2 separate regions of the Mus musculus genome follow, and region 2 is linked to region 1. The links are chromatin contacts, called in public HiChIP or PLAC-seq maps. All regions are on one chromosome and are shown on one strand. The core of a region is the stretch at or near the end of the contact, and the rest is flanking DNA. Distances in the headings are between cores, read along the strand shown. Region 1 overlaps Gm40191 (a long non-coding RNA gene). Region 2 overlaps Mink1 (misshapen-like kinase 1 (zebrafish)).

Evidence for each region. HiChIP or PLAC-seq counts read pairs in DNA pulled down with a chosen protein or histone mark.
Region 2: a contact with region 1 is called in an HNF4G HiChIP or PLAC-seq map of pancreatic cancer cells. The contact joins two enhancer-like sites. A contact is called at or near these places in 3 of 39 promoter capture datasets (embryonic stem cells, neural stem cells and neutrophils), 1 of 15 datasets of contacts at CTCF or cohesin (large pre-B cells) and 1 of 115 datasets of contacts at active chromatin or transcription factors (pancreatic cancer cells).

Annotation. Positions count from the first base shown.
Region 1 is chr11:70,257,595-70,261,276 of GRCm38.p6, reverse strand. All of the region lies in intron 2 of Gm40191 (a long non-coding RNA gene), which reads right to left. Among named protein-coding and RNA genes, the nearest start is that of Alox12, 4.1 kb to the right of the region's middle. Within about 2 kb of position 1,981, at least 21 of the 459 cell types and tissues checked have an H3K27ac peak or open chromatin away from gene starts, as enhancers often do. A contact at or near this core is called in pancreatic cancer cells, where this site is marked.
Region 2 is chr11:70,578,240-70,581,921 of GRCm38.p6, reverse strand. All of the region lies in intron 1 of Mink1 (misshapen-like kinase 1 (zebrafish)), which reads right to left. Among named protein-coding and RNA genes, the nearest start is that of Mink1, 17 kb to the right of the region's middle. Within about 2 kb of position 2,066, at least 120 of the 459 cell types and tissues checked have an H3K27ac peak or open chromatin away from gene starts, as enhancers often do. A contact at or near this core is called in pancreatic cancer cells, where this site is marked.

The DNA.
Region 1 (3,682 bases), core at 732-3,231:
AGTATGTACGTATGTATATGTATGTATCTCTCTCTCTCTCTCTCTCTCTCTCTCTCTCTCTCTCTCTCCTGATTACAGGAATAGTTCAGACCATTTTAAGTATTGAGAGGGGTAGCTGGGCATGGTGTCACTACCTTCCTGTCAATCTCACACAAAGAAAGAAAAAAAACCACAAGCCACCAGATAGATTACACGTGCCCATAACTTCCTACCTATCACAGCTCTTGGGTATCCTCTTTTATCCCAGTCACAAGGGAGGAGGTGTCCCCTGCTACTTAGGGCCACAGTTTTCTACCTTTCCTTTATTACTGTCCTGCTCTGGGAGTCTGTGAGACATTGTTTTCTAATTGCTATGTGTGCTGCCTCATAAAAGTCTAATTCCTTCATACACTTTTACATACTGTGCTCCTTGGGGGGCCATGGCCTTTGGGTTAGGTCTGATGTTTGTGTCCTGTCCCCTTTGATGAGATTGCAGCACTGAGAACCCGTTCTTCCACACATTCTCAGAATTTTCTTTTCTTCTACTCCAGGGGTTCTCAGCCTGTGGGTCGAGACCTCTTTGTGGGTCAAATGAGCCACTCACAGGGGTCACCTAAGACCATCAGGAAACACAGGTATTTACATTATGATTCATAACAATAGCAAAACTACAGTTATGACGTAGCAACAAAAATAATGCTTTGGTTCGGGGTCACCACAACACGAGGAACTGTATTAAAAGGTTGCAGCATTAGGAAGGCTGAGAAGTGCTGGTCTACAGGGTCTTCACTTCCCCAGCAACTCAGGCTCTCCCACTCGCTTCCAAAGGTACTGAGTTCAATTCCCAGTAACCACATGGTGGCTCACAACCATCTGTAATGGGCATCTGATGCCCTCTTCTGGTGTGTCTGAAGACAGTGGCAGTGTGTTCATATACATGATATAAATACATCTTTAAAAAAATTAACATGACTGCATCTCATCTAGTTACCATATACCTATTATTTATATTTATTATGATTGTTTTATAATGGAAACTTCTGGGGGAGGGGGGTTATGTTCAAAACAGAGTTTTTTTGTGTAGCCCTGCTGGAATTTACTCTGCTGACCAGGCTGGCCTCGAACTCACAGAGATCCACCTGCCTCTGCCTCCCAAGTACTGGAATTAAAGGCATGAGCCACCATCACCTGGAGTTATAAAGAATACTTATTCAATATGAGGATACTTGAATTCTCTTAGTAAATTTAGTATATACATTATTATGAACTGTGCTATGTCCTTGATTCTCATAAGTGAGGTCTTGTATACTGTGACCAATATTGCCTCTTTTCTTCCAACCCCTCTAAGTGATGGTTAGTTTTTGTCAACAGGATACAAAGTAGAGTCATCTGGGAAGGAGAACTTCAGCTGAATAATGACTTCCATGCGATTTCTCTGAGGGCATTTCTCTGAGGCTCTTTTCTTTACTCTTCTCTTCTCTTCTCTTCTCTTCTCTTCTCTTCTCTTCTCTTCTTTCCTTTCCTTTTCTTTTCTTCCGAGAGAGGTTTTCTCTGAGGTTTTCCTGACTGTCCTGGAATTCACGCTATAGACCAGGCTGGCCTCAAACTCATAGAGCTTTGCCTGCCTCTGGAGCATTTTCTTCATTGATGATTTGATGTGGGAAGAAGGCTCAGTTTCCTGCCTCTTCTCCTGTGTGAGTTCCTGCCCTGACTCCCCTCAATGGTGGATATGAGCCAAAAACAAAAACAAAAACGCCTTTCTTCCCCAAGCTGCTTTGGGTCAGAGTTCCATTCCAGCAACATCAAGTCAAACTGGGGCATGCCAGCTCCCAGGGGCCACCGTTTCACTGTTAGACATTCAACATCTCTTCAGGTCCCATATAAGGTGGAAAACAATTAAGGAGATTACCTGGTGTCAATCTCTGGCCTACACACACACACACACACCAACCAATTAAAAAAGAAAAAAAAGGATGAATCAGATGTCTAGCTACAGAGCTGCAGAGATTTCTCTGAGATGAGTCAGGCCACACACACCCTTTCTCTTTGAGATAAGGTTCTATTCAGCCTAGGCTGGCACTGAACTCAGAGACATGCCTGTCTCTGTCTCTTAACTACTGGAATTAAAGGTGTGAGCCAATCTTGCTCTCTAGGAAAGCTCCAGGAAGCACGCACGCGCGCACACACACACACACACACACACACACACCAGTATAGAACAGGTTTGTTTCTTTAAAATAATCAAAACCAACCATCCTGAACAAACCTTCCTGGTTTCTTCTCTGAGACTTGGTTGCCCCCACTTCGCACATCCTTCAAAGGCACACAGTGGCCTCCTTCCTGGTCCCCCCTTTCCATGTGCCTTCTCCACTCTGACACTCCTGTCATACAGAGTTGGTGGTAGAGGAAAAGGAAAGAAGGGAGCCAATGGTGTTCTTTTACATGTTCAGTGTTAAGTTCTCTCTCAAAGTCTGAGAAGGTCTCAGGAGAGGTCTGCATTAGGAAAAGAGTACCCATGATCTCAAAGGAGAACCAACCCTCCCTGACCAGAACTCAACTCCAAGCCTAAGGGTACAGGAGACTAAGGATGGACAGAGCCTTGGCACAGCCTGGAGCATGCAGTCCTGCTTGGAGACCTTGTCCAAAATTGTGTGAACCCGGAGTTTGGAAGCTCGAGTTTGTGTCGCTGTGGCCCACGCAAGGCATCTCGGAAGCATTGGGAAATGACTTATTAGATTTCACAGGACAAAGTTCCTCCTGTCACATCAGAAAACACCAGATAGCAAGGACCACACTCCGAGAGGAAAGTCCTGGCCTTCCTGCAAGTGGAAACAGGTGTTGTATCCAACTTACTAATTAAAAAAGTGAATGTTACATTATCTGCCTTGAAATCATGTCCTATCATCACACACTTAAAATTACATGGCTAATAATGTAATGGTAATTTCTTATGAGTAAATGCCTCAAGAAACTTATATTATAGCCCTGTGTCATACACAAGCTCTAAGCAGCGCAGCAAAGACAGTAGAAACATCATCCAAAAAGAAAAGAAAAAAAGACAAAGAAAGTGACTGCAAGGCAAGGCGTTTGGCACGGGAGAAGGAAAAGGGATGGAATTGTTACGTTTAGAAAACGTCTTAAGAAACATCTTGGCTATGGAGTAGTGCAAGGGTCGCCGTGCTCGCCCACATCCCCGGGGTATAACCCAGCGGGAAAAGCTTTGATCCAGAAGTTAAAAGTTGCAGAGACAGGTCACGAGAGAGTGGGAGTTGGCTTCTGGCACAGACAGCAGGCACTGGAGTCTGGACCAAGAGAGGTTAGCTTTGAAGGTTCTAGACAAAGGGAAGGCACTGTTCCTTCTTGTGCCGTAGAGGAGAGCAGTCAGAGGACAGATTTAAAATGTGATGTTGAATTCTCGGTATTAAAGAGTAAGGAAAGGAGCTGAGCATGGTGGTGCATGCCTTTAGTCTCAGCACTGGGCAGAGGAGGCAGAGGCAGAGGCAGAGGCAGAGGCAGAGGCAGAGGCAGAGGCAGAGGCAGAGGCAGAGGCAGAGGCAGAGGCAGAGGCAGAGGCAGAGGAGGCAGAGGCATCTCTGTGAGTTCTAAGCCAGCCTGGCCTACATAGTAAAAATTCTTTCATTCAGATAGATGGATGGATAGACAGATATGAGAGAGAGAGAGAGAGAGAGAGAGAGAGAGAGAG
Region 2 (3,682 bases), core at 817-3,316, 320 kb before region 1:
CGGCTACAGTGAATTTATGTATAATAATAAATACATCTTTAAAAAAAAAACAAAAAACAAAAAACTATTCCTTAGAGCAGTGGTTTCTAACACTAGCTTGGGGTTATCACCGTCCTTCCAAAATGACCACAGAAAGGAAAATGACAGGCACATAAGGACAGCTACTAAAAGTAGCTCCTAAGGCCGGGGCTGTTCCTCAGTTCGTAGGGCGCTCCCCTGGCATATAGTAAGCCCTGGGCTCGATTCCCAGCACCCCAGAACACCAGGCAGATGGTGTCATCTGCCTGTAACCCCAGCACTCAGCAAGTAGGAGGATCAGACTCTCCAGACCATCTCAGAAACCGTGTAAGCCAGCCTAGTCTATTCAAGACCCTGCCTCCAGAGAAGGAGGGAGAAAAACAAGGGTCTCTAAAAGTAATGGGGGGCAGGGAGGGAGGTCATAGATAAGTATTACCTGAAAGCAGATTTTTTTTTTTAAGAGGAGGAGACCGTTCTTATAGTTGGCAAAACCCAAGTAGTAACAAGAGAGTAAGACCATGCACTCAGGAGGGCAGGAAGAGATGACGCTCAGACTTTCTGGAGAACAGATTTAAAGAAATGAGCAGCCCTGTGACGTGGCACATGCCTGCTATCCCAGCTACTCAGGAAACTGAGGCAGGAAGAACACATGCTCACGGCCTTTGTGAGCAACTTGTGACCCTGTCTCAAATAAGAAGGGGCTGGCAATGTAGCTCAGTGGGAAGGACAGAAGGTAAAAACCCTTCCCCTCTTCAGACAACAGCTTCCTGGAAGGTACTGAAGTGTTAAGAAGATGCTGAAAGGCAAGCCTTTGTAGCTGGTGCAGAAAGGAAGTCAGAAGCACAGGATGCAATGATAGCTGGGCACATCCTTTAACCTCACACTGCCACCCCATCTCTTCTCACAAGAATTCACAGATGGAAAAACATCTTCAAGTCCATAACATGCTACAAATTTGCATGAGTCACTGTAAGAATCGACCCCCACAGAACAGAGAATCTGTGGCAAGAGGTGGTTTTCTAAGACAGTCGATGTTTCTAGCATTCAAGAGTGAAAAGGAGCAGCTTAGGAGAAAAAGAGAATGAGTGGAACTAAGAGGCAGGAGAGAGAGAGAAAGAGAAAGAGAAAGGAGGGGGGGAGAGAGAGGGAGAGAAAGAGGGGGGAGGAAGGGGGGAGAGAAAGAAGGGGAGGAAGAGAGAGGGAGAGAGGGAGACAGAGGGGGGGAGGGGAAAGAGAGGGAGGGAGGGAGGGAGGGAGGTAGGGAGAAGGTTGTGTTCCAGTGGGGAAGGGAAGGCCTAGAAGCAGGAAGGAAGCAGGCAGGAGACACCGGCCCATTCACTCTGGCAGCTACCAAGCTGACAGAGGAGGACTACAGCAGTAACGGAGGAGGACTACAGCAGTAATCAGGGGTTGGGTAACGGAGGAGGACTACAGCAGTAATCAGGGGTTGGGTAATAACAAGGCTTCTTTCTCCCTGCCGATTTCCAGCCGCAGCACAAACAAATCATTACTCCTCATTGCCAGCCTCCTACTGTTGAATCAGGTGTCCACAGAGCCAAGGAAGAGACCTGTGGCCCATCTTAGCTCTATATTGCTTCTAGTTATACAAGAAGTCCAACAGGATGCCATAAGAAAGGGTAAGAAAAAAAAACTATAGAAATGAGCAGCTGCGTCTGGTGGCACACGCCTGTCATCCCAGCTACTCAGGAGATCGAGGCAGGCGGAGCACACACACTCATGGCCTGTGTGGGCAACTTGTGGCCCTGTCTCAAACAGGAAGTAAAGGGGCTGGGGATGTAGTTCAGTGGGAAAGCACTTGCCTACTAACATAGAAGGCCCAGGCACCACTGGAGACAGAAAGGTGAGGCCAGATGAAAAGAGCACCCCCTACCCCACCCTACCCCACCCCAGACAGACAGCGGCCTACTGAAGGCTCTAAAGTGTTCAGAGGCCGACAAAGAAAACCAAGAACTGAGCACAGAGTGCCAGGCTGAGTCAGGGGAAGAAGAGCGGGCGGAGGGTAGGGACAGCAGGGTGTGGAAAATGACTGTCTGAATCACAGAGTTAGAAAGAAGGCCAGGGTTACTCTCTACAGGGTGGAGACCAGGTAGTCCTGGCTCCACCAAGAACCAAGCCAGAAAAAAAAAAAATCGCAGCTAAAGGGAGCTGGGTATGGAGGAACTTCCTGACCAGCAGGATGGAACCAGCACAGCCACCCAACTTTTCACCAGGCCTGGCTCTCCACTTTGCCTAAGAAACCTCCTCGGACCCCTCTCACACCAACTCCAAGTCAGTTCATGTATTCACTCACCAAACATCGATCAGCAGATAAGGCACTTGCTTCGATAGCCTGCTAACCGGGAACATATGTAAAAGTGCAAGGTAAACAAGGAGATCTTCCACATGTGTGCCATGGCACGCATACTCCTACCTACACCCACACCCACCCCTACACCCACACCCACCCCTACACACACACACACCCCTACAGACACACATACACACACTCACCTCATTAAACATCAAGTGCCTAAGGCTGAGGGTGTACCTCATCTGGGAGTGTGCTTGCCTAACACGCATGAAGCCTACACGCATGGAGCATGTTCTATCCTCAGCATCTCATAAAACTGCAAGAAGTGGACACACCTGTGATCTCAGCACTCAAGTGGTAAAGGCAGAAAGAGCAGAAGTTCAAGGTCACCCAGATGCATCACAAGTTAAAGCTAGCCTGTTCTTACACGGGAAGCAGAGTAGAGAGCTGGCTCTGCAGTTCTAAGCTGGCTGCTCTTGCAGAACATGCTTTGTTCCTAGCAACCACACTCTCCACACTCACACTCACCTGTAACGCCAGCTCCAGGGGTTCCCAAGCCCTGTTCTGACTCTGCGAGCTCCTATCGTGTGTAAGAATCACATACATACATGCAGGCAAACATACAGATAAAATAAAACTTTTGTTTTTAATGAAATAGCTGGGAAGCGAAGGTGTTAGTGACTAGAACGTGACAGGTAATACAGAATAGAGAGCCCTCCCCTCAGGGAGCTTACAGTCTACTTGACAAGGCATCTACTCGAGAAGGCATCTACTGAAGGAAGATACAGTTAGTTACACAGCTATAAGTCCTAAAGAAAGGGGACTGGGTACTATGACAGACCAATAGGGAAGGAAAGCCAGCAAAGGACATGATATTTAAGCTGAAGCCACAGGGACAGTAAGTTAACCCAGCCAAGGATACAGGGGAGCCAAATATGCTCGCTAGCCAGCCCTCAGTCTGTACGTTACAGAAAGCTCTTGCTGCATGTTTATACAGAAGCCCTGCCTCTCACATCCCAAGTGTATCCCCACCAGACTGCCCCCCCCCCCCCCGTGAGTGCTTCCTCTGGGTGGGCCCATAGTTTTCACAAAAGCAGGCAGGGGCAAAGAAACTGCCCTGGGACTGCAGGGAACCCTGACTCGGGGCAAATCCAGCAGGAGTTTCGTGTTTGGGTATGATTTAAGTCACTCCTTCTCTCAGGAACCCTGGAAGACTGAGGGGCTGTGGCTGGAGAGCTCTAGGACAGCCAACAGGAGCTGGGGAGCAAGCTCTGCAACTCCAGACCACACCTCAGGCCGTGGGGAAATCAATCGACTGGCTGCTTTCTCCTTAAACAAAACTAAGTCAGGGGA